Linked DNA regions of Mus musculus: all the other regions are linked to region 2. A link is a contact called in public Hi-C, HiChIP or PLAC-seq and promoter capture Hi-C data. All regions are on one chromosome and are shown on one strand. Each heading gives the region's core, a stretch centred on a gene start, on an enhancer-like site or on the middle of the called end of the contact. The rest is flanking DNA. Distances are from core to core; before and after follow the strand shown. Region 1 holds the start of 1700012D14Rik (RIKEN cDNA 1700012D14 gene). Region 2 holds the start of Galnt18 (polypeptide N-acetylgalactosaminyltransferase 18). Region 3 overlaps Ctr9 (CTR9 homolog, Paf1/RNA polymerase II complex component). Region 4 has its middle 34 kb from the start of 1700012D14Rik. Region 5 holds the start of Mrvi1 (MRV integration site 1). Region 6 holds the start of Eif4g2 (eukaryotic translation initiation factor 4, gamma 2). Region 7 holds the start of Ctr9 (CTR9 homolog, Paf1/RNA polymerase II complex component).

Region 1 (2,955 bases), core at 384-2,883, 660 kb before region 2:
AAATCAGACACTGCAGCAAGCAGAAGTATCAATGTCTACCATGACAATTTATCATATTTTAAATATAGTCAATACAAATGATTTTTCACTACAATGCAGCTCTTGGGATGTAAACAGAGAATGCCTAGTATGTAGTAAAGTAAATATGCTAATATTTTCCATTCCACTTACTGTTCTGGTAATTTCCTTGCTTTGAAATGCTTTTTTACCCACTGACATAGAAACATTCGTGGGTGGTGGTGGTGGGAATAAAAACCAACTGAGTTTTTTTTTTTTTTTTAAATACAGCCCCATTTCAATATCTCTAAAACTAAAAACTCAATCTAAAGTGGAATCAGATATGCAAGTGTTACATGACATATGCTGTTACTATAACCAGTCTGTCCCCGATCTAACAATTAATGCTTACTGAGTAACTCTCTTATTTTCTGTGGCCTGTTAGTATCTGTGCCCAATTCCTCATAAAGGTTAATTCATCTAATTGTCAAGAACCTGAGATTATCAACGACTGCATTTTAGAGAAAGATACAGGGAAGTTGGCACCTGCTAGGTTAACACATTTAGTCAGTGAAGAATGAACAGAGTTCCCAAACTGACTGTGCAGCCCACGTGCCTCGACAGTACTTGGGAGTTTTCTACTTCATCAAGCATAACGAGCATTTGGTACTAGAGGTTGGTGTGTGTGTACAAACAGATTGCCAGCGTGTTGTAACAGGCGAAGGCAGCAATCTTAAACTAGGCAGTAGTTAGAAAACCTATTCCTTAGCAGTGGACTCTCCTTCCAGCCTCGATTTAAATTTAGCAAAACAGAGAGCTTCTCGGAGCCACTGGTTCACCATAAAATGAAGTTTCCCCACCTCGTTGTCAAGTGGGCACAAAAAAAAGTAGCTTTGTTTTCTTAAAAGGGCCCCGTATTCCTTTCTCTTCTGAGGTACATCCCAGCAGCTCTTGGGGACAAAGCATCTGCCCTCCTAAGTTTCCAGTTCCTTTCAGGGAACACTAGGGTCTCCCCTTAGGGGCCTTTTGCTGCCAGGCGGCCCTAGGTGTGAACGGGAGCGCAGGCCAATCGCAAAGGTTAAGAAGCAGAAGGGGCCGGGCAGCTCCACTAGGACCTAGAAGTATTTCAACGCGGTCACTTCGCCCTGCGGCCAGTGACAGCCATCCCTCCGGGCCAGGCGTGCACTGCTCGCAGAGCACCACGCCCCCGGAGGCATGCTTCTTGCCCTAGCCTACCAGTGGGTGACACAGGATTCCTCTCGCCCCAGGAATGTCGACTGTGCCATCGACATGAAGTCGTGTCAACACACCCAACACCTTTCCACTCCATCTCCATCGCCCTACCGTCTCGGCTGCGGCTGGGCTGCAGAGCCGCGTCGCGGTCCCCAGCCGAGCACGAGACCGCCATTTTAGACAGCTCAAGGCAGCGGCCATTTCGGAGCGGCCCACTCGCCGGTGGCTCAGCTCACCTTCAGCGAGGGTCTAGGGCCAGTCGTCGGGGACTGGAGGGAGGAGGGAGAGATGAAAAACAAAACAGAGGAGAGGAGGACGCGGGACGGGGTGATGCTGTCAACTCAGGGATACCGCCTAAGCCACCTCAAAGGGCCCCGACTCTCGGACGGCGCGGCCTGAAGTCTGAATTCAGGGACTCTTAGAGCTCCACTGCGGCCAGACGCGATGGTCTGCAGGAGCGACTTCGCCGCTGTCCAATCAGCGACAGAGCTCATCCCTACCGCCAATCCGCGCTGAGCAGCGAGGCGGGACTAAGAGCCCAAGTTTGGTTGAGGCGCGGTGTGACCTGGGAGCCGCCTAGCCGGCTCTGGGCTCCGGGCTGGCGGGCGAAGCCATTGTTTTCTGAATTCCCCGGCACGCCGTGGGCCTGGCGCGGGTTTAGAGAGCAGATTCCGGGGCTCCTCCAGTTCCACGTGGCTGATGCTGACAGACAGATGGCGGCCCAGTCGGCATTTCCCTCAGCTCTGTCGCTCTGCAAGGACTGCTGAGACAGCTATGGATCCTGAGCTCGCCAGCCTAGGCTGATGGTGGCCCGGTCACTCAGTGCTTGGAAGCGGGAAGAAAAAACTCACCTTACTCGGCGTGCATAAACCTTTACCAGCCGGGGGGTTAGGCCAGGCCAAGGGCACGCCTGATGTTTGGCCTCCCAGGTGGCCCAGCAGGACGAAAGGGAAAATCCTTAGAACTCTTCTTTTTCTGAGGTTTACCTCAGCGTTACCAACTCATCTCTGTTGGGTGGGCTGGCAACATTTGGGTGTTTAAGCCATCTATCCCCGTTCTCCCTCTTTTCCAAAAGGGCATGGCCAGGCTTGAGGTCCTGTGTGTAGGGATTAAAAAGCATGTGCCACCATGCCCCGCGAAGCCTAACCCTTAATAGTAGTTATCAGGACTGATGGCAGTCATCAAGCTTCAGTATAATTTTGGAATAAGATTTTGTTTATTATATATTTTTATATATGTCCCCAATGTGAACTTCACATACCTGGTTTGTGTCTTTGTAAATTGGAAAAAAAACTCAAAAATAAGACAATGGGAAGAATAATTAAACATATTCGTGTTTAATTAAAGACTAGGATTTAACTTAGGCTCTATATGCTGACGAGTCTACTGTTCTTGAAACATACAGATTTTTTTCTGTTAATTGCTGTGTCAAATTATAATTTATTATATATTTATATACAGTTATGATTATAATATATGTTGGTTGAGAGAAAAATACAGGCAATGTAGGACTCAGCAAATAAAGATAATAATACTGTTTATAGAGTGCACTGTAGGAGCCAGGGGCTGTTTTATGTACTTTTTGTTTTGTTTTGATATTTGAGACAGGGTTTCTTTGTGTAGCCTTGGCTGCCCTAGAACTTGCTCTCTAGACTAGGCTGGCCTTGAACTCATAGAGATCTGCCTGCCCCTGCCTCCTGTGCTGGAATTAAAGGTATGCACCAT
Region 2 (3,124 bases), core at 75-2,574:
GGATCCTGGATAGGCAGGTGTGCTCTAGGTGGGGACAGTTTTCTACTTAAGATGCCCCCTGCAGTCCCAGTCCTACTGAGACTGACTGAGGCTGGAGCCAATACTGGGCCGATGTAATTTTCTACTCCGCATTTGTCTTGAAGCTTGCTGCTCCTTAAAACCCACAGTTAGAGTCATACAAGGCATTTCTCTTGTCCCTTACAAGCCCGGCAAATAAGCTCTTTTGCCCTCACATTCTCTCTTGGAAGCACAAACATCCAGTCAGACACACTCCCGGACTAGTGTGAGATCCTGCGATCCTGGAAAGGAGCACCCTGGAATCATACGCACGTTTGGACACGTGCACATCGCGTCCCCATACTGACAGCAAGCTACACACACACACACACAGACACACACACACACACACACACACACACACACACACACACACACACACCACCTGTGCACACGCGTACACAGGGAAGACTCACAGGGCGGCAGACACAAAAGATCCAGGACACCAGTCCTTGCAATCCCTCCAACCACGTAGCTGCCAACCTATAGCCCTCCCTGCAATCGCTGGTCTCCTACGCATTGGCCCCAGCGCATCCCACAAGCAGAACACACTGGGCACTCCCGGGCCTCGCGCCTGGCTCAAGTTTCTCAGGACGCCTGTACCTTGGATATGCTGTTTGATGACATTCTCCAAGTGGTCCAGCCGCTCGATAATTTTCAGGGTGTCCCCTTTATCTTCCTCCAGCTTCTTGTCGGGCACTGGCTCCTGCCCCCGCACATACACGCTGGCGATGTAGTTGGTGACCCAGCCCACGTACAGCAGGCATATGATGTTGGTCATGCCGCTTAGGATCACGCAAGTGGACACCAAAGTTTTGGTCTTCCTGGTACACACCATTCTGGGGTCCTTCCTCCATATAGAGCACCCGGGGCCCCTCCTCGCTGTACACCCCAAACTCCCCCGCGCTCAACCCCCTTGGCACGTCTGGGGTCTCTGGGTGCGCCAGCACCTAAGTCTCTCCAAAGGCGGGTCTCCTGGCAGTGTGAGCTGCGGCGCACAACTTTGCAGCTCCGGCCGCTGGCCACCCTGAGAAAGAGCTCCACAAAGAAAACGAGGTGGGTCTAGATTTTTGTTTTGGGCTTTTCCCCCGCAAATTCAAAATCCCCGAGCTTTTCCCTAGGCGGTCACGGGTGGCCGGCAGTGGCGAGACGAGACCTGCAGGGCTGGGAAACTTTGTCACTGCCAGGGCCCAGCCGCGTTGCTTTCCATCTCCAGTGCTGGCTGCCTGGGAGATGCCACCAGCCCTCCGCTCGCCGCTCAGGAGAACCGCGGCTGTGGCTGCGACCAGAGGAGCGAAGCAGAGCGGCCCGGCCCCCTCCGAGCGACAAGCGCCGCCACCAATCGCGCTCTGGCTCTGGAAAAGGGTCGGGACTGGGCGGCTGCGGACCAACGAGGAGGGGCCAGGGGGCGGAGCCCCGCCCCGCGCCCCACCTGCTGGCAGCAGGCTCCGGTCCGGACACAGCTGAGTCTCCCGCGCCCTCGGGCCACCCTAGGGCCTGCAGATCAGGAACCTCCAGTCCCCGCCCAGGCCGGCAGATTCCACCTCTAGAGTAATTCCCCGCTCGCGCTCCCGCTAAGAAGCCCAAGCTTTGGGGACCAAGATGCTCCTATACCCTCACCTTCCCCAACTGAGGGCATTCTGCTTTTCCACCTGAAAAAACGGACTCCTCGCCTCCATCTCCTTTTTGATAATGGAGACTCAAACCATACAAGTGGCTAGGCCTCATAATGTCCACACCTTATGCTTCTTGAGCCTTTACTCTGCCTCTCTCTGTTGGTCTCCCGGGTGTCACCAAATGCCTTCCGGAAATCTCTAGGAGAGGCATAGTGAATAGTGAGGGTGTCTCTGCAATCGTTGGTCACATCTATGCACTATGCAGCTCCCTGGACGAATTCATGCTCTGGGAGCCGTTACTGCTTATGGATATCACTACACCCCACGTCTAAGGAAGCCTTATACGCAGTATTGGGACAAGAGGATGCAATTCTCCATGACTTGTATAATTCCCACACATTCAGTGTTCATGGCTATCAAGTGGTCGACAGAGCCTTTCTGGAGAGAGGATGTAGAAACACACACACACACACACACACACACAGAGAGAGAGAGAGAGAGAGAGAGGCTCCTGGGTTTGATGCTCCTGTATGTGTTAGTTACATGAGCTTGAGCAAGGGTCAGAACACCATAAGAGACATTTCCCCCATCTATCAAATATCAACAATACCTTCCTGCTTATAAGTATTAAATGAGAGGATATACCAAAAGGGCTTAGGACAGGACACACAGTGGGTGCCCAGGCTCCTGTGGTTATCATTCCAGGATGCAGTTCCTCCCTTCCCGGGTCCAAGAACACCACCTGGCTGCTCAGCAAACCTTGATTTTTCTATTGACCACTCTCAGCTCTTCTCCCCTACTGGAAGCTACAGAGTCTAAGGCTGTGGGCAGCAAGAAGGAGCTTGTCCTCTAGCTGGCTTGGTTCCACCTCATTGGCTTTCTGCTTGAATGTCTTTCTTTACCATCAGCAATTCAGCCACAGGGGCTGATAGAAGGAATGCTGCTGGGCCTGATTGCCCCACATACCCTCAGATTCCAACTCAAGATCCCCAAAACCTTGGTTAGAAACAGGGGCATGGGAGGGGTTTGTGTAGGCATTTACTCACCACCCTCTGCAGAATTACAAGGTCAAAGGCCCCAGTATCTCTGCAAGCTCCCTTTATAAATGGTTCTTGAACATAGATTCTTATCTTTGGCCCTCAGTTCAATTGTATTCAACTCAACAGGAACTCAGCAAGTTCCTGACATTTTGTCTAAATGACCAGTTGCCTGGGACACTTGCCCAGTTTGCTCTAGACCTATGGCTGCGGTGTAGGCTTCAGTCTCATCGGGGGCCTCTTTTCTAAGCATGGAGAGCTGTTCAGTCCAAGGAGGTTCTCGACTTTCCACTTATGTCACTCGTCTAACCCCAAGCGTCTTCCCACTTTGCCATTTAATAAGTCCTGCCGGGAGCTTCACTATCAGGCCCCTTGATGTGCATCAGAACTGAAAAATTCCTCAGATAGTCGATG
Region 3 (3,072 bases), core at 63-2,562, 730 kb before region 2:
AAAACAAAGCTCAGCCGGGCGTGGTGGCGCACACCTTTAATTCCAGCACTTGGGAGGCAGGCAGATTTCTGAGTTCAAGGCCAGCCTGGTCCACAAAGTGAGTTCAGGACAGCCAGGGCTACACAGAGACAGAGAAACCCTGTCTTGAAAAACCAAAAAAAAAAAAAAAAAAAAAAGATAACAAAGCTCTTGGTGTCTGTGAGTAGAGTACCGTCAGAGCAAAAGAGGCTTCTGAACAAAGAGGACAAGAGTAGTTAGTCCAGGCTTCAGGCTTCACGTACTAAACTGATCAGAGGGATTTGCAGAGCTCAGAGAGCACAACCCAGAGCTTGTGTTCTTAGAGACAAGCCATCCCAATCTGCAGAACCTTAGCACTGCCTTCTAGAATGCAAATTAGCCATTAGAGATAGTCCAGAAAATTACCTTGTCAGTTACCTATAACAGGATGTGTATATGCTTGTGGTCAAAAATGTTGTTTATATAAAAATTAACTCTGGGGGTTAGGGAGATGACACTATGTGTAGAAGTGCTTGCTGCATAGTCATGAGGACTAAGTTCAGATTCCTAGTACCCATGAAAAATATGTTCATTTTCTTAGTGCTGTCAGAAGTGGAGACAGGAGAATCACTGGGATAGCAAAACAGGCCATGAGGGTGGAGGGGTGGCAAGCTCCAGGTGAGAAATCCTGACCATGAGATAGGGCAGCCAGTGACAGCAAGACATATCAAGACATCTGACATCTTCTTCTGGCCCCTGTATCCACCCCTCCCTTCACACACGTGAGATACAGATCTCAGACACACACTAGAGTAAAGAGGTGAAATGAACTCAGATGTTCATTTGCAGGTTGACCAACATACTAGCTGAAGTGTGAGACTTGTATGCTCATTGACACAGATCCCAGAGGAAGATGTTAAGAGTGTGTCACCCAGAGGGCCCAGGTGTGACTTGTCATGGTGGCCATGATGAATTGATTCTGGATTGTGTCCTAAAGATAGGAGAAAGGGGTTTCCCAGCTAAGGTTGAGGCAGGCAGGCAGGCTTAAATCTCTTTACCTTTTACTCAGCACTGGTCCAAATTCCAAGTGGAAAAAGTATTTTGATCCTAGTTTTTCTGTGAACAGATTTTTATGTTGTAAATACGTAAACTGACTAATGTCAGAAGTCAACTCCAGATTAGTCTCTGAAATTAGCCAAATTGGAGTGTCTTTTCAGAGCTTTAAAACTGCTTTGAAATGCAGACACAGCATGAGAATACCTCCCTGCTGTGTTCTGTTGTCGTTTGTTTATTTTTGAGACAGAGTTTCTCTGTGTACTGGCTGTCCTGGAACTTGACCTGTAGAGCAGCCTGGCTGGAACTCAGAGATTGGCTTGCCTCTGCCTCCCGAGTGCTGGGATTAAGGGAACTCGGCAACACTGCCCGGCTCTGCTGTGTTTCTAACCAGCATTTCCTTTCTGTAGTATGAGAACTGCCTCAGAAAGTTCTATAAGCACCAAAACACTGAGGTTGTGCTCTACCTGGCCCGCGCCCTCTTCAAGTGCGGCAAGCTGCAGGAGTGCAAGCAGACTCTGCTGAAGGTAACAGGACTGCATCCGCCCCCGCCCCCGCCCCACCCCCCAAATGGCTGCCTGGCTTTTACTTGTTTACTGAATGCTTTTGGTGGCATTCAGTCATAAGAAGCTACCTGCATTGCTTTCTGTTTACAGGCCAGACACGTGGCACCCAGTGACACAGTTCTGATGTTTAATGTGGCCTTGGTCTTGCAAAGATTAGCTACCTCTGTCCTGAAAGATGAAAAAAGTAATCTGAAGGAAGTCCTTAATGCTGTGAAAGAGCTGGAGCTCGCACACAGGTGAGAGCTCTGAGGAAAGGGGCTTTACAGTGGTTTGTTGCCTTAAAACTGCCTCAGGAGATTAAAAAAAAAGATTTTCCTCAAAAGAAAAATAATAATAATAACCATTAGGGGAAAGCAAGCATTAGAGGTCTAGCTAGCAGTTTAGTTTAAGGTCAAAGCACACAGTTGCCATGTGGTGGCGCCATACTCCAGGCAGAGTCCAGGCAAGTCAGCCTTGAAGCCTGATTCCTAGAGCTGCCTGGCTGGCTGTGGGCTCTCGGGGATTTTCATTCACCTCTCAGCAGTCCGAGCCAGTGTTTTACACTTGTGAGCTGTTTCGTCTCCACTTGTGTTGGTTTCATGTTCTGTTCCAGTGTGTCTTTATGGGATGTTGATTTTCATCAAGCTAGGATTAAAGATCTTATCACTTACTGCTTAACAGATTTATTCAGCTCAGTTCAAATGTGTTTAACCTTATAGGACTTAGCAGTTCAGTGTGTGGTAGATGAAAGCTCCCATCTCTGATGATCAGCTGTGCTATTGTTCATCTCTGTTAATGTTTCTTGCCTCATCTGGTGAAGAGTAAGTGCTCTCGTGACTTCTGCCCCACCCACCGTGCTGACACAGTTAGTTAGAAAGTTTAATGTTTACTACCTGTTGCTATGGTTATTTCTTAGTTTACTGACAGTATTAACTATATTTTACCTTTCTTGATGAACTTCTGTTTATTAAACAGGGCCTTAATATGAGGATTGAGTGAAATATCTTTTATCTTCTATCTTCTTCTTCCATTTAGGTACTTCAGTTACTTGAGCAAAGTTGGAGATAAAATGAGATTTGATTTGGCCCTTGCTGCCTCTGAAGCCAGGTAATGCCCTATTCACAGAAGGTGGCTTGGGGGTGGGGAGCGGGGGACGGGGAGTAGGCACGTTGGGTGTGGATTAGGAGAGTGTGACCATAACAAAGTGGTCCTGGCCTTCTCGGGGCCACTTATTCCCTCACCCACAACACCTTTTCAGATTTCAGGAAATTGATGTAGTCTTCTTAGGTTGTTGGAAAGTGCTTTCTCTTTCTGTTGTCTTTTTGAGGCATGGTCTTGCTCTGAAGCTAGACTAGAACCAGGATCCTCCTCTCATGCTACAAGCACAGGCCTGAGCCACCACACAGCTAAGAAATACGTGGCTGCTTTTCTCACGTTATGTCCATGAATCAAGACAGGAATTCTGAGTTGGGGAACT
Region 4 (3,280 bases), core at 271-2,770, 620 kb before region 2:
CTGCAGTCACTGAGCTGGTGCTGGGGAGATGGCTCAGACAGGCATGAGGACCTAAGTTCAATGCCCAGAATCTACACAAAAAAGCCAGATACAGTAGTATGCATCCAGTAGTGGGAGGTAGGGACAGGGAGAGCTCTGGAGTTTGCTGGCCTGATTGGTGAGCCCTAAGAGAAGAGACTCTGTCTCTAAAGAATGACACTAAACCAAGATAAGAAGCTCCCAAGGATGTTACCTACCTGAGGTTGTCCATGAACGTCCACATACACCTGGACACACACATACTCGCACACACAAAGACAAGCATATAAAATATGAACACACACACACATATCTGCACACACACACACACACACACACACACACACACACACACCCCAAAGACTATTCTATGTAGTGACATGGCAACTGTTTATGATTTAGCATTAAGTCAAAGGAGGCATGCAGAGTCCTGCCTATGTTATGACATACTATGACAGGTGTGTGTTCATGTCAGAGGCACCTTTAGGCACCTTCTGGTCCCCTGGGTACTCCATGTATATTAATATTATACACTGGCTTATGGAGAGGATTCTCCAATCTATTATAACTTGGCTTATTTTTTGACCAGTTATAGATGCTTGGCTAGGAATCTTTGAGATGAGCAGAAATTGAGACGAATTTTGATAATGTCCAACTCCTGTTGATGGGTGAATAATCTAATAAATATTAGCAACCAAAAAAATTGAAATAAATATGGGATGACCCTTCCTTTCCTGTTGATAAAAAGCATTGCCAAATTTTGTTTTGTTTTGTTTTTGTTTTTTGAAAAATGGTCTCAGCAAGTCAAGAGATGAGCCTAAAATGTAGCTGCCTCAGGTGAGGGAGGGGCTCTAGAGATTAAAGCTACCTTGGAGGCAGGGCCAGGGAAAACCCTATTGTGAGAACCAAAAGGCCCGGTGAGACACTCAGGGACACTGGAAGCTATCTACAAGCTACCCAGAGGCTGGCTGACTTACAGAATCCTCACCGCAGCCCACAGGGAAACTGTTGTGTCCAAAACAGATCGAGCCAGAAACACGTGATAAGACAGTCGTTTAAAAAGAGAAGTTTAAGAGTCACCAAAGGGCCAGAAGCAGCTGTGACAAGGGATTAAGAGCCCAGGAGGTGAGAGCAGAAACAGGGAATCCAGGAATTGGCTAGAACAGGTGCTGCTTGGGGTCCTCCTGGGCAAGCTGAGGGAGGAGAGCAGTGGAAATAAGGGTTCGGGGTAGGGAGTGGGGGTAAAGGTTCCCCTGAATTTAAGGGTCCTCACAGACACCAACAGTATACAGAAGACCATTCAGAAATCTCTCACCCTAGCTTGGGCTCAGAATGAGAAATCAAGACAGAAATTCCCCTGGTGAATCAGGCTGAGCCCAAGGGGAGGGGAAGGCTGTTTAGAGATAAGGATAAACCCTATTGGGTGCTTAGGTAGAGAGACAAGTCTAGGCACTGGAGCCCAGGCTCTGTGAGTCCTGCGTGCTCAGGCCTGAATGAAAAACTAGGTTTGGGGGAAGAGACTGGCTGGTGAATCACAAGTCCCAGATGTGGGGCACACACTGCAGGCAGACCGTGGCTGCTGTCAGCAGATTTGACCACAGCCTGGGTTAGCTGACAGGCTCAGGACACCGGCCCTGGTTTTAGGCCAGAGAAAGGAAGAACTGCCCCTGGACCCTCCAATATGAAAGCCACAGAGCCCCACAGAACTCCATCTGGGTGAGCAAAAGTATTCAGAACCAGGCTTTACAAGTTGGTTTTATGATGCATCTGGGCTGAAGGTGAACCACCCCAGTCATTAGCTCACTTCCCCTGGGGCTGAATTCCGCAAGGAGCCAGGGGAACGGGTTTCTCCAGCACACACAGACCTGTCCATCAATGTTTGCTCAGAAAAATCCTTGGCACCTCAGAGGCTGTCCCTGGCTCACCTCTGAGACCATGTGCTTTCTCTTGCAGGCAGTTTTGCTGGCTGTTCCCGTAACGGACAGGACAAAGGGACTATATTAAGGCTTCCCTGGGTTAGACAAGATTGGAACACGTCAGATGGCCAACTGCTAGCACATTGTGGTGTCCAGTATCATATATCTTTTCTCCCTCCCTCCCTCCCTCCCTCCCTCCCTCCCTCCCTCCCTCCCTCTCTCTTCTCCTCCTCTATCCTCCCTCTCTGTCTTTCTGTCTCTTTCTCTGTGTCTGTCTCTTTCTGTTTCTGTCTCCATTTCTCTCTTCCTCTCTCCCTCCCTCCCCCTACCTCTCTTGGTGTGTGTTCTTTAAATTCCAGCTTAGCAGCCACATGATTTAGGTTACTTCTGTCCTCCTAAAATAGGACTCTGGCCACGTCTCCAATGGAGGCCCCGGCAACACACGGGTGGGCTGGCTGCCAGGGCTGGCGGAGGGAGATGTGGGCTGGAAATAAACTCATCGTGTTTGCTTACAGCTTCTTCCCCCCACCTCACCGGTGAGTCAGATGGCTTCTCACCCCACATTTTGCTCTTACCCTCTTTTCTCTTCAGGGGTGGGGGTGGGGTGGAGGATGCTGTCAGGTTTAAAATACACCCTCAAATTATACGTATTTGTATGCCCATATACAACAGGGACTTGTTCTTTCTTTAATGCAATACAGAATTATTTTTGGCTTTTTCAGGTTCATTCTGTTTTAAGTCATCCTTGGCTAGGAAGTGAGCGCCAGGAGTTGAGAGAGTGAGATCTCAAGTCCCCACCCTGCTCCTTAGTAACTGTGGCATTTGGGGCAAGGCAGTTCACCTCTGAAAGCTTCTTTCTCAGCTCTCGGCCTCCCTTGGGCAAGGCCTTCTTTGTAGCCCCGGAGTATGACCCTTGACCTTCATTCCCCAGGCTTGTCCTGACAGTGGGTTAGGTCTGTTTTATAAATGTTTTGGAAACGTGTGCCATTCCTGGGAGGGGTACTTCTCCCTAGTTTATCTTCTCCACCTCCACTCCCATCTGTTTCTCCGAATTCTTCACAGTTACTCAGCCGTGTCTGTGAATGAAGTGTTGGGAACCGGAGACAGGCCATCTCTATCTGGTTTTCAGGATGCACTATCTCCAGAATGCCACTCACAGCATCTCTGTATCTGCTGCTTCCCAGAGGTGGTTCATAAATTCCCAATGTGTTTGTTCGTCACGTGGTGAAATCCACCATTTCTTGCTTTAGCCACATTTAGGTATCCAGTGCAGTGACCTCAAGTATGTTACAGTGCTGTGGAATCAGCTCCTGCGCCATCTCTAGAACCTATTTATTTTGTAAAAC
Region 5 (3,020 bases), core at 359-2,858, 800 kb before region 2:
GCTGAATTATGAACCAAATATAACAGAGACAACTGCATTATCACTTAGCTGAAAATCAGAGGCCACTATTGGAGGTGCTCACAGTTGTCAGGTGGGGACTGGTGTAGGCATGCTTTCAAATCCTAGCTCTGACCCTTCTTGTGTGACGTAGGCAAGGTGCTGAGATGATGAGGAACTGCACATGCCCCGCTAGTGTGTATCACCTCTTGTTGTGAGAGAGACTCTTCCTCCCAAGGCCTGCCTCACTCCTGCTCTAGCCTGGCAGCGCTAGCAGCTTTCTCCCTCTCCGGGCAAAATACAGCTCAGCCAAGTTCAGGGCTGCCTTGCTTTCTATGCCACCCGAGAGCTGTCTGAAGAGTGTTAAAGAGCAGCAGCTGTCACTTGTGGAGGCAGGAGCGCCAGCCAGGGGTCCTGGGGCCATGCTGCTGTTTATGCAGACTATGAGGCCTCTCCAGCTTTTACAACTGTTTACTGTGCAGGAAGCAGCCCAGCAGCTGGGCTTTTCCTGAGCCTCGCTCTGCTACCCTCTCTTTGAGAAAGTCGGCCCGAGTGCCACTCACTCTAGGACCTCTGGAGAGGTGCAAGCTAGGATGTAGGCACACACACACACACTCACACACACACACACACACACACACACACACACACACACACACACATATATATACAGAGAGAGAGAGAGATCTGTGAAAGGGGACATGATGTGGTGGGACAGGGGACAGATACAAAAAGAGAGATGTGACCAGAGCACAGGTCAGGAAGATAAAGCATAGAAATGGACAGAGTCAATGGTGAAGATGGCTGGACAAACGGGTTCACACGCAAGACTTGAGAGGGAACAAAGGAGAGACACGGGAAGCCCCAGGGAAGAAAGGCCAGCCTGTCTGCTTTGCACAGCACCGGGCATTTCTCTACTGTCACAAAGGATCCTGCAGGAGAGCCAGGAGTAAGGGGCTTAGTGAGCAGTCACATCTTTACCCCAAACTGTGCGTGCTTTCCAACAGCAAGTAGAAGGGGCAGGATTTAGTGAGGATCGTGAGTTTCACTTCTTATTTAAAACTTAAGACAGCAACAATAAAAAGACTCGGCTAAAATATCACCCAACCAGGCCACCTCCCATGCAACTTAAAGTTAAGTGCCCCCATCCCAGCGCCCTGTACCTTTAAGGAGGAGAAGACGCCTCTCTGCTTCCCTTGGGCTGAAGAGGCAGGTTATTCTAGGCAATAGCGATGACTTACCTAAAACTGAGTTATTCCCCTTTCCTCCCGGCCAGCCTCTCTTCACTCTGGGGAGCTTTTACCATTTAAGGTCAATGTTACATCTGGCTCCAGAGCTCCAAGCTGAAAAGCTCTGGCTGCAGAGCCCCAGCTGCCTGCCTCCTCCTCAGAGAGGGGCTGGATGAGGGGCTGGGACTGGGAACCAGTGTTCCACCAGGGCCCCCTGCAGCCTGGCTCTGGGTTGAAAGCAGGAGAAGCCTTCCAGCCAGCCTAGGGTTCAAGGAAGGTTGGGCCTGAATAGTAGCCCCTATCCCCAGGCTTTTGCAAGGGGCACCCCCATAGCCGATGGCAGTGCCTTGGGGCGGGGAGCAGTTGAAGATGCTGGACTCTGTCTGTGCCAGAGGGGTATGAAGGGGACATCTGCAGACCAGCCTCCCACCCCTGAGTGTCCAGCAAGCATGTGAGCCTAGATAAGATCCTGGCTCACCGCCAGCAGAAGCTGGGAATGTTTCCTGTCCCAGGGATTTGGAGGCGGAGGCTGCTCCCATCTTAAACCCTCGGGATTGCTAGAGAGAACAGGGGCATGGTGAGGGGGATTAACTAAGTCCAGGCCTGGCAGCAGCCCCAGGGGTCAGCCCCAGCTCCTCCACTTAACCATCCTGTAGCCTTAACATAGCAAATCTCAGTCTATTCATCTCTGAAGTGGGACAACAATGAAAAATCAGGACACTGTGGGTTAGGGTCTCATAGGTACTAGAAAGGCACGGAAGAGTTTCCAACCCTGAGTTACCTCAACTCCGGTGGGGAAAGCTGCCTTTCTTCTGCCACGCTTGGTCTTCATCCTCAATATAGTCCAAGCCTGGGATCACAGACTGTCAACCCTAACACAGCCACATGGGGGCCCCACAGCCCCTTCTGCAGTTAGAGACAGCAACAGAGAAGCCCTTGGGAGGGGTGGCCAGATAACCAGATACTCAAATTTAAATCTCAAACGAAATGCTATTATTTCCATATAAGGATGCCCCCAAATACATAATTGTACCACAAGATTGTATGTTGCTCATTTGAAGTTAAATGAAACTGGGCATTTTTACTGGCTAAACCTGAGAACTCCACAGCAGATTCACTTGTTGGTCCTGTGTGAGAGCTCTAAAGGGTATTACAAGAACTCCTGGGAGCCAGAGGCTAAAACTGAACCTAAGGCTTTGCGTGCTTGTGAGTGTATGCACACTTTTGTATGTGTGTAAGCCTCTTAGTAAACACCCACTCTATTCCTAACAGTGCACTTGATACTTTGCCTGGAAGCAAGTGTCTATCTCACAAGTGTCTTCTCAAACAGAATCATTACATCTTTCTTTTGAAAAGGAAATCGAGGCTCAAAGAAATAGATCTGCTCTTCAGATGCTCTGCAGCCTGAGTGCCAGGGCCTAGACATGAGCTGAGGTGGTTCCATCTACAACTCCTTCCTCTTTACCACCTACCACCCTCTCCACCATGGCTCTAACCGAAGGGGTCCTGTACGGCCTCGGTGAGTCTCTGAGCCAGCACTTGGCTGTGTTTCTCCTGGTGGTGGCCTGAAGCTTTCACCAGACTCGCAAGGCAGTCACCAAGTGACTTTTTAAAATTCACTTCAATTACAAGCATTTTATAAAACATCACTTGGTGACTGTGCAAAGTGGAGCAGACTCTATAAGAGGACACATCAGGGCTGACAAGGTTATAAGGCTTGTGCCCTTTGACCCAGTTCTACTTCTAGGAATTTATTTTATAAACAACTCCCACACTAGGGAAATGACAGATGAG
Region 6 (3,187 bases), core at 225-2,724, 700 kb before region 2:
CTTGACAACGAAGAATCTTCAAAAGAATAATATTAATGGATGGGGTGGGGAGGGGAGGGGATGGTAGAAATGAAAAGCCTGGAAAGAGAGAAAACACCAAAATTAGGTACTGCCATACTGAGCTATAAACTTTCAAATATAATTTATTTCCGCTCCCAGCACTGCAGCTGGTTGAACTTTCACTGCATTGCAGCCCTCAGAAGACTAAAATAGAACGAAGTCAAAACCCACAAATACACAATAAAACCTGTTTAGCCCCGTGGATTCTCTTAGTATTCAAGGATGCAAAGAACAGCTTTTGTGAGAAAAATAAAATGAAAAAAAATCTGGATGCTGCCTAGGAAGCAGCCGTATTATGGGGCCTTTAAAATTAAACAGAAATGCTATCAAGACCGGCGGTGCTACAAGGGATATGTCTGCGGTACTAAAATGGGTGGCCGGGGTGGTGACAGGCCGGCCAGAGCCTCACTACCCGGTGTTGGGCAGCTTTTCCTCCGCTCGTCTTTATAAGCCCTTCCTTTTACACAGGGCGCGTGTGGAAAGCCGCCGGAAGGCCGGGGCCACAACACAACATGGCAGCAGGCACCTCCGCCCCACTCCGCGCGAACAAAAGAGCAGCGAGTTCCTCCCCCAGGCCCAGGCTGGCTCAGCTTCCGAGCGGCGTCTAGCGAGGGCCCAGGCCTGGGCGGGAGGCGCCCCCTCCGGGCCGGCCCTTTGTTCTCCCGCAGGAAGGCGGCCTCCTGCCCACCCGCCGCCTCCACCATAAATCCCCCGGCTGACAGCGCCTCGGCTGCCAAGGCCCACAAAGGGACCGAGACTCGCTCTTGGCGTCGCCCGAGTGGGACATCCCGCAGTAGGGCCACACACCTCCTCCCCGCCGGGAGGCCGGGCTCCGGACTCGTCCGCCTCGCTGGTCCCGCGCCAACGGCCGGGCCCTGCCGCGGGCCGCGTCCCTCCCGCCGAGGCGCGAGGCCTGCCACGCTCGCACGCTGTTCCCGGATCCCACGTCAGGATCCCGGCTGCGCCCGCCACTCGACCGCACGTCAGCCTAGCTCTTCGGTCGACACAGGAAGGAGCGCGGAGGCCATAGATTTCTAAGTAGCCCAAAGGCAGAGGAAAGGCCGCCCCGCCCGGCTCCGCCTGCGGCCGCCATTTTGTTCCACTCGACAAGAAGCGGCCAGGGGCGGCGGCCATCTTAGAGGGCTCCGCTCGGCGGCGACTCCACTCACCTTCACCGAGAACTCAGCAGCTGCCACCGCAGCTGCCTCCTCTGGATCCGGTCGTCGGGGACGGGGAAGGGAGGGGGAAGGGGAACGGAAAACAAAAAAGGGGGAGGGAAGGGGGAGGAAGGAGACGCGGCCGGCTTGAAAGTCTCAGCTCAGAGGAGTAGCTGCTGCAGCCGCCACCTGGTACCCGCCGCCACCTCCATAGAGCTCCGGCTCGCTGCTGGCGCTGAGGCGTGTCTGAAGCCCAACTTATCACTCTGAGGCGGCCGACCCACTAGAGCCTCCCCGAGTGGCTCCTTCGCTATCCAATCAGCAGCCGGGCTTCCGTCCGCTACCAATCCGCGCAGGGCGGCGGGGAGGAGCCAGCGGGCAAGCTCGGTTGCGGCGCAGCCTCGCCGCAGTGCGCAAAGCCATATTCGCGAAGGCTCTGGGGCCAAGCCAGTGGCGTAAGGGCGGCGGGCCGGCGCGCTGCGGGACTCTTGCGTAGCGCCGGGAGCCCAGTGAGTGTGCGCCGCCGGGCCGCCTGGTCTTCCTGGGCCGGCGCTTTGTTCCGGAGTCCCAGCCTCATGCTTGCATAGAAGAACCTTTTCCTCGCCTCTCCTCCCTGACCCGCCCGGGCCTGGCGTCCTGAGGGCTCGGCGTGGCCTTGCGGCCTGGCCTCGGTTTAGCGTCTGGGAGCTTTGCTGAAGAGAGGGACGTGTGCCCATCGATAGGAATGCGTTCTGTTTGTTGGTCCTCCATCTGCAGAGTAACGAGAAAAGGATCAAAGGAAGGGCTTTGTATCCCAGGCTAGAGGCAGCTTTAACTCAAATGCTCGGCCTGCTGTCACCGAGCTTGACCCAGACAGTATACTAGGCTGGCTTGAGAAGTGTTTGCAGAGCGCGGGCATTTGGAAATTGCAAAGTCATTTTTTAAAGTTTTTCCTTCATTTTTAACAAACATTAAAGACGGGCAGCGCAGTGCTTTCATTTTATTTAAGGGCTATATAGGAAAATGAAGCATTTCAAACTATACTTCCAGGTGGTATTTTAAAAGATGGGTTATGTATGTATGCCACAGTATGCAACATTTTAGCTTTCCAAAAATGAAGGTATGTAAACGAGAAATGTCCCATCTCTGTTAAGCATGCATTTTTTTTTTTCAATAAGATGGGTTACTAAACTAAAGCACGTGTGTTTTCAACAGTCATGGCTTGGAATTCATTCCCAAGAGCTGGGTTTTCAAAGACCCAAACGTAATTTGGCATGTCTTGGTGTTGAAAGCCCTAGTTCTTAAATAGAATTTTCAGCAGACAATTGTACTTTCCTTAGTATTTAAGTCTGCTGAAAAGTGTGGCTTTGAAGGTTTATAATTCTAGTAAACTTAGGTCTTTGCCTTAGAATTAATGCTATTAAATAAACTTTCACTTAAACTAAAAACTGTAAAAACCATTTTTATTTGGGGGTTAAGTGTAAAAAAGAAAAGCATTTTTTAGGAGAGGGGCAATTTTTTTCAATATAAGAGATTTTGCTTTGTATATATAACTTGTATGGCTTTATAACTAGTAGAAATATATACTGTGATATTTTAGTTTTTCACAAGTGATTTACATTCATTATGATACACTAAAGACATCTGTGTGCTAGAAACACAGTGGTCCAAAAACTCAATACTCACTATACTAGTGTATGTGTCAAATAGCCACTTGGTCTAAAACATGGATATTCTAAATACAAAGGACTAGAATGTAAATATATCCTAATATATTTATATTATGCATATATCTAATAAATAAAACAGAAACTAAAATATAAAGTCTTAAAAACAGGATCTTGAATTTAAAAAAATGTTAAAAGGGACAGCAAGGTGGTGCTGCTGGTAACGAACAGCACCACGTGCTGCCAAGCCTCATGACTGAGCTCAGTCTCCAGTCCCACATGGAATAAAGAGAGAAGGCTCACTTATACACACACATTTTAAAA
Region 7 (3,073 bases), core at 397-2,896, 750 kb before region 2:
GGGCTGGAGAGATGGTCAGCGGTTTAAGAGCACTGACTGAATTCAAAATCCAGCAACCACATGGTGGCTCACAACCATCTGTAATATCTGATGTCCTCTTCCGGTGTGTCTGAAGACAGCTACAGTATACTTACATATAATAAATAAATAAATCTTTAATAAATAAATAAATTTAATTTAGTTTCTTCTCAAGAGTTTTAAGAGAGTTAAGAGGAAAACTATAAATGAACTGGCATTTTTCATAAATACCTACGAGTGAAATATAGCTGAAACTAGGTTGGAGCTTGAAGCCAGAGAAGATGAAGAATCAAGAAAAGATGGCAAAGAGATAATAGTAGCTTTGGCTCAGCAGAAGAAATTGGGAGAAAGAGCAGTGAATATCTTAAAAAACACTGGCTAGCAGGGATGGAGGGGGGCTCTGTTTTGAGACAGGATCTCTCTATTCTGTAACCCCAGATTAGCCTGGAACTCCATGTATAGAGTAGAATGGCCTAAATTCAGCGCTCTCCTCCTGCTCCTCCCTCCTAAGAGTTGAGATTAAAGACATGTGCCACCACACCCAGTTAAACTAACCCTTTTTATTCCCCATTTGGGGGGGGGGGTTCGAGACAGGGTTTCTCTGTAGACCAGACTGGCCTCAAACTCAGAAATCAGCCTGCCTCTGCCTCCCAAGTGCTGGGATTAAAGGTACATGCCACCACTGCCCGGCCTATTCGCTTATTTATTAAGATCCTTCCCTTGTTTATTCCAAGCACAAGAAACTATTTAATACTCTTCTATAATGAAATCATGAGCTAAAATGTTTTTGAATTCTATAATTTCATTATTTAGGTTTAATAGAATTCTTTTGATTTTATTTAAATCAAACCTAGCAGTTCCTTTTCATTGTGCTCCTAAAGAAATATAAGTACATTAAGAAATATATATAAGCCAGGTGCCCAAGCATATGCCAATAACTGCAGCAGTCAGAAGGCTGAGGTCGGGAGTTTCAAGTCAACCTGGGATACAGAATATCTCAAGAAATAAACAGGGTCTGCAAAAAGTTGCCTGGCTCCAACGCTGTCTATCTGAGTTCGAGCCCTACGACCTTCAGAGTAGGAGAAAACTGATTCCCACAAGATGTCCCCTGCCCTCCATTTGCCACACCATCGCTCGCATGTATCCATATACAAATATGTAACGCAACAAATAAAAATAATAATCCGTGCATTATTACCATAACTTCAGAATTCACTGATTATGTCTATTTAAACTAGTCACAACGACATCACCAGTGTGACTTGCACAAACTGGCTGGGACAACACAAAACGACTGTAAAGCTGATAAAAGATTGAATTATCCCCCAAGAAGCTTAAGTGGCCGAAGAGGCAAGGCACCGCCCATAGAATTCGTCACCAGAGGCCCCGCCCATAGAGGCGTGGTTTCGCCTCACCACCACCACTCCCCGCTCCGGCGCGGGTCTGTGAGGAGCTCAGTTTGGACACCTTAGCGGCAGATGCCGCGTTCCCGAAGGCGCTCGGTCACCTACGGCTGACACAACAACAACCTCAGGACTATCAGTCTTTCCAAAGAAGGACGCATCAGAGCCGCCAGGCGGGCGGAGCTCGCGTGGGACACGCCCTACTGGTAGTGCTTCCGGGACAGGGGGCGGGGCCTCCGGAAGTGGCCGGTCGCGGTCTGAAGCTCGTTGTTTCAGCGGCGGACAGCAGAGGAGAAGCTGGTCTCCGGCAGCTCCGCTGGGTGTGAGGTGTGGTAACCTCTGTAAGGCTGGAAGCCGGGACTGCGATCTGCCGAGCGGCGGGGTGAGAAGCGCCTGCTTTCAGAGCTCACCATGTCGCGGGGCTCCATCGAGATTCCCCTCCGGGATACTGACGAGGTGGGTGCCGAGTGTGCAGCGGGGGAGGGCTATGAACTTGGACGATCCCAGCGCCGATTTTGCTCCGCTTGGTTTTTGGAGGGGAGAGCCGCAGCCGAGCTTCTCGGCCCAGGCACCACTCAGCTGGTCACCTTTCTGGCCGCAAGGACTTCGGGAAAGTTCGCCTGCAGCCTGCTCCTTGTTGACAGTCGGCTGTCTTCCGAGGCGCAGGGGTGTGAGCGCCGAGTAAACCTCACCTCTTACAGAGGGGAGTCAGTGCCCCAGGGGCTACCTGCTGCTCCAACTTGGGATTTGTTTATTTTTTTAAATCTCCCTGGGTATCTGAGAGACGGCTCTTAATGCCATGGAAGAAAAGTCTGTCAAGGCACACTATTAACACAGCTCTCTGGGCGAGATAAGGGGCCCGAGATTTAGCCGCTCCTGTGTGCTGATGGCAACGACCCACTTTCATCCATGGCGTGTGGTTTGTCCGAATAAAGCTCCAGCGTTGCCTCAGTCAGACTAGATTTTACACACTTTTATTTTCGATCGAGGTAGAATTCATTTCTAAAATATGGTGGTCTTGGGTACATTCCAGAATATTTTTCTTCTAATTGTTGGTGCCCACATTTTAGGCATGTATGTGACCCACGATACTGCCTCCGTGATTTAAGTGACCGTTGGTATTCAACTTTGCCTGTCCTCTGGGATAGAGTTTCTCAAGCTCTCAGACCTATGGCATCAGTGTTTCGTTGGCCTATGGGTTGTACAAGGTTTCATTTTGGTTTTGAGTAAGCAAGTCGTTGAGAATTTTATAGTTTTAGCGATGTGAAGAACGACCAACAGGATTTGCCTGCTTTTCTATGCTTTGACCAAACCAGACTACAACCTGTTTGCCATGTGTTTCCTAAATAGGAACATGTATTAATTAGTTCACTCCATTGAAAGTGAGTACATACCCTTTGTGTATGGGCATTGATGAGTATTCAAAACACGCAGAAGAGAGAAATTGTGAATTTAAAAAGGAAACGAAACGTTTATTCTGTGTTTTAGGTCATTGAACTTGACTTCGATCAGTTACCGGAGGGAGACGAAGTCATCAGCATTCTGAAGCAGGAGCACACACAACTGCACATATGGATTGCCTTGGCGGTCAGTATTCCTAGAGCAGATTTTTCTGTTGACTAAAAAAACATAGGATTTTGGTTCTCAAGTAC

What was found. Promoter capture Hi-C pulls out the DNA fragments that hold promoters and counts their contacts. Hi-C and Micro-C count contacts between places; a contact is called where the count stands out from the background. HiChIP or PLAC-seq counts read pairs in DNA pulled down with a chosen protein or histone mark.
Region 1: a contact with region 2 is called in a promoter capture Hi-C map of hippocampal neurons, with 6 times the contacts expected there. The contact joins the promoter of 1700012D14Rik here to the promoter of Galnt18 in region 2. A contact is called at or near these places in 8 of 39 promoter capture datasets (the 3T3-L1 cell line, the SN4741 cell line, cranial neural crest and 4 more) and 2 of 115 datasets of contacts at active chromatin or transcription factors (cardiomyocytes and embryonic forebrain).
Region 3: a Hi-C map of uterus shows a contact between it and region 2, with 7 times the contacts expected there. The contact joins the enhancer-like site here to the promoter of Galnt18 in region 2. A contact is called at or near these places in 4 of 39 promoter capture datasets (the 3T3-L1 cell line, 3T3-L1-derived adipocytes, hippocampal neurons and 1 more) and 10 of 484 Hi-C or Micro-C datasets (adipose-derived mesenchymal stem cells, brain, cardiomyocytes and 6 more).
Region 4: an H3K4me3 HiChIP or PLAC-seq map of forebrain shows a contact between it and region 2, with 4 times the contacts expected there. The contact joins the enhancer-like site here to the promoter of Galnt18 in region 2. A contact is called at or near these places in 3 of 39 promoter capture datasets (the SN4741 cell line, cranial neural crest and embryonic stem cells) and 2 of 115 datasets of contacts at active chromatin or transcription factors (cardiomyocytes and forebrain).
Region 5: a promoter capture Hi-C map of neural stem cells shows a contact between it and region 2. The contact joins the promoter of Mrvi1 here to the promoter of Galnt18 in region 2. A contact is called at or near these places in 2 of 39 promoter capture datasets (hippocampal neurons and neural stem cells).
Region 6: an H3K27ac HiChIP or PLAC-seq map of embryonic stem cells shows a contact between it and region 2, with 4 times the contacts expected there. The contact joins the promoter of Eif4g2 here to the promoter of Galnt18 in region 2. A contact is called at or near these places in 6 of 39 promoter capture datasets (the 3T3-L1 cell line, 3T3-L1-derived adipocytes, cranial neural crest and 2 more), 1 of 484 Hi-C or Micro-C datasets (cerebral cortex) and 8 of 115 datasets of contacts at active chromatin or transcription factors (the NIH/3T3 cell line, astrocytes, cardiomyocytes and 5 more).
Region 7: a promoter capture Hi-C map of 3T3-L1-derived adipocytes shows a contact between it and region 2, with 7 times the contacts expected there. The contact joins the promoter of Ctr9 here to the promoter of Galnt18 in region 2. A contact is called at or near these places in 6 of 39 promoter capture datasets (the 3T3-L1 cell line, 3T3-L1-derived adipocytes, cranial neural crest and 2 more) and 1 of 115 datasets of contacts at active chromatin or transcription factors (astrocytes).

Annotation. Positions count from the first base shown.
Region 1 is chr7:111,121,042-111,123,996 of GRCm38.p6, forward strand. It overlaps 1700012D14Rik (RIKEN cDNA 1700012D14 gene), which reads right to left and starts at 1,634. Exons shown (of 3, transcript NR_015573.2): 1 at 1,342-1,634.
Region 2 is chr7:111,778,653-111,781,776 of GRCm38.p6, forward strand. It overlaps Galnt18 (polypeptide N-acetylgalactosaminyltransferase 18), which reads right to left and starts at 1,325. Exons shown (of 11, transcript NM_001360903.1): 1 at 661-1,325. The coding sequence starts at 895.
Region 3 is chr7:111,047,804-111,050,875 of GRCm38.p6, forward strand. Ctr9 (CTR9 homolog, Paf1/RNA polymerase II complex component) reads left to right here. Exons shown (of 25, transcript NM_009431.2): 17 at 1,461-1,577; 18 at 1,707-1,852; 19 at 2,631-2,702. Among named protein-coding and RNA genes, the nearest start is that of Ctr9, 20 kb to the left of the region's middle. Within about 2 kb of position 1,313, at least 12 of the 459 cell types and tissues checked have an H3K27ac peak or open chromatin away from gene starts, as enhancers often do. A contact at or near this core is called in uterus, where this site is marked.
Region 4 is chr7:111,155,126-111,158,405 of GRCm38.p6, forward strand. No RefSeq gene overlaps it. Among named protein-coding and RNA genes, the nearest start is that of 1700012D14Rik, 34 kb to the left of the region's middle. Within about 2 kb of position 1,521, at least 202 of the 459 cell types and tissues checked have an H3K27ac peak or open chromatin away from gene starts, as enhancers often do. A contact at or near this core is called in cardiomyocytes and forebrain, where this site is marked.
Region 5 is chr7:110,980,853-110,983,872 of GRCm38.p6, forward strand. It overlaps Mrvi1 (MRV integration site 1), which reads right to left and starts at 1,609. Exons shown (of 21, transcript NM_194464.3): 1 at 1,161-1,609.
Region 6 is chr7:111,081,556-111,084,742 of GRCm38.p6, forward strand. It overlaps Eif4g2 (eukaryotic translation initiation factor 4, gamma 2), which reads right to left and starts at 1,475. Exons shown (of 22, transcript NM_013507.3): 1 at 1,230-1,475; 2 at 1-78.
Region 7 is chr7:111,027,305-111,030,377 of GRCm38.p6, forward strand. It overlaps Ctr9 (CTR9 homolog, Paf1/RNA polymerase II complex component), which reads left to right and starts at 1,647. Exons shown (of 25, transcript NM_009431.2): 1 at 1,647-1,877; 2 at 2,910-3,008. The coding sequence starts at 1,833.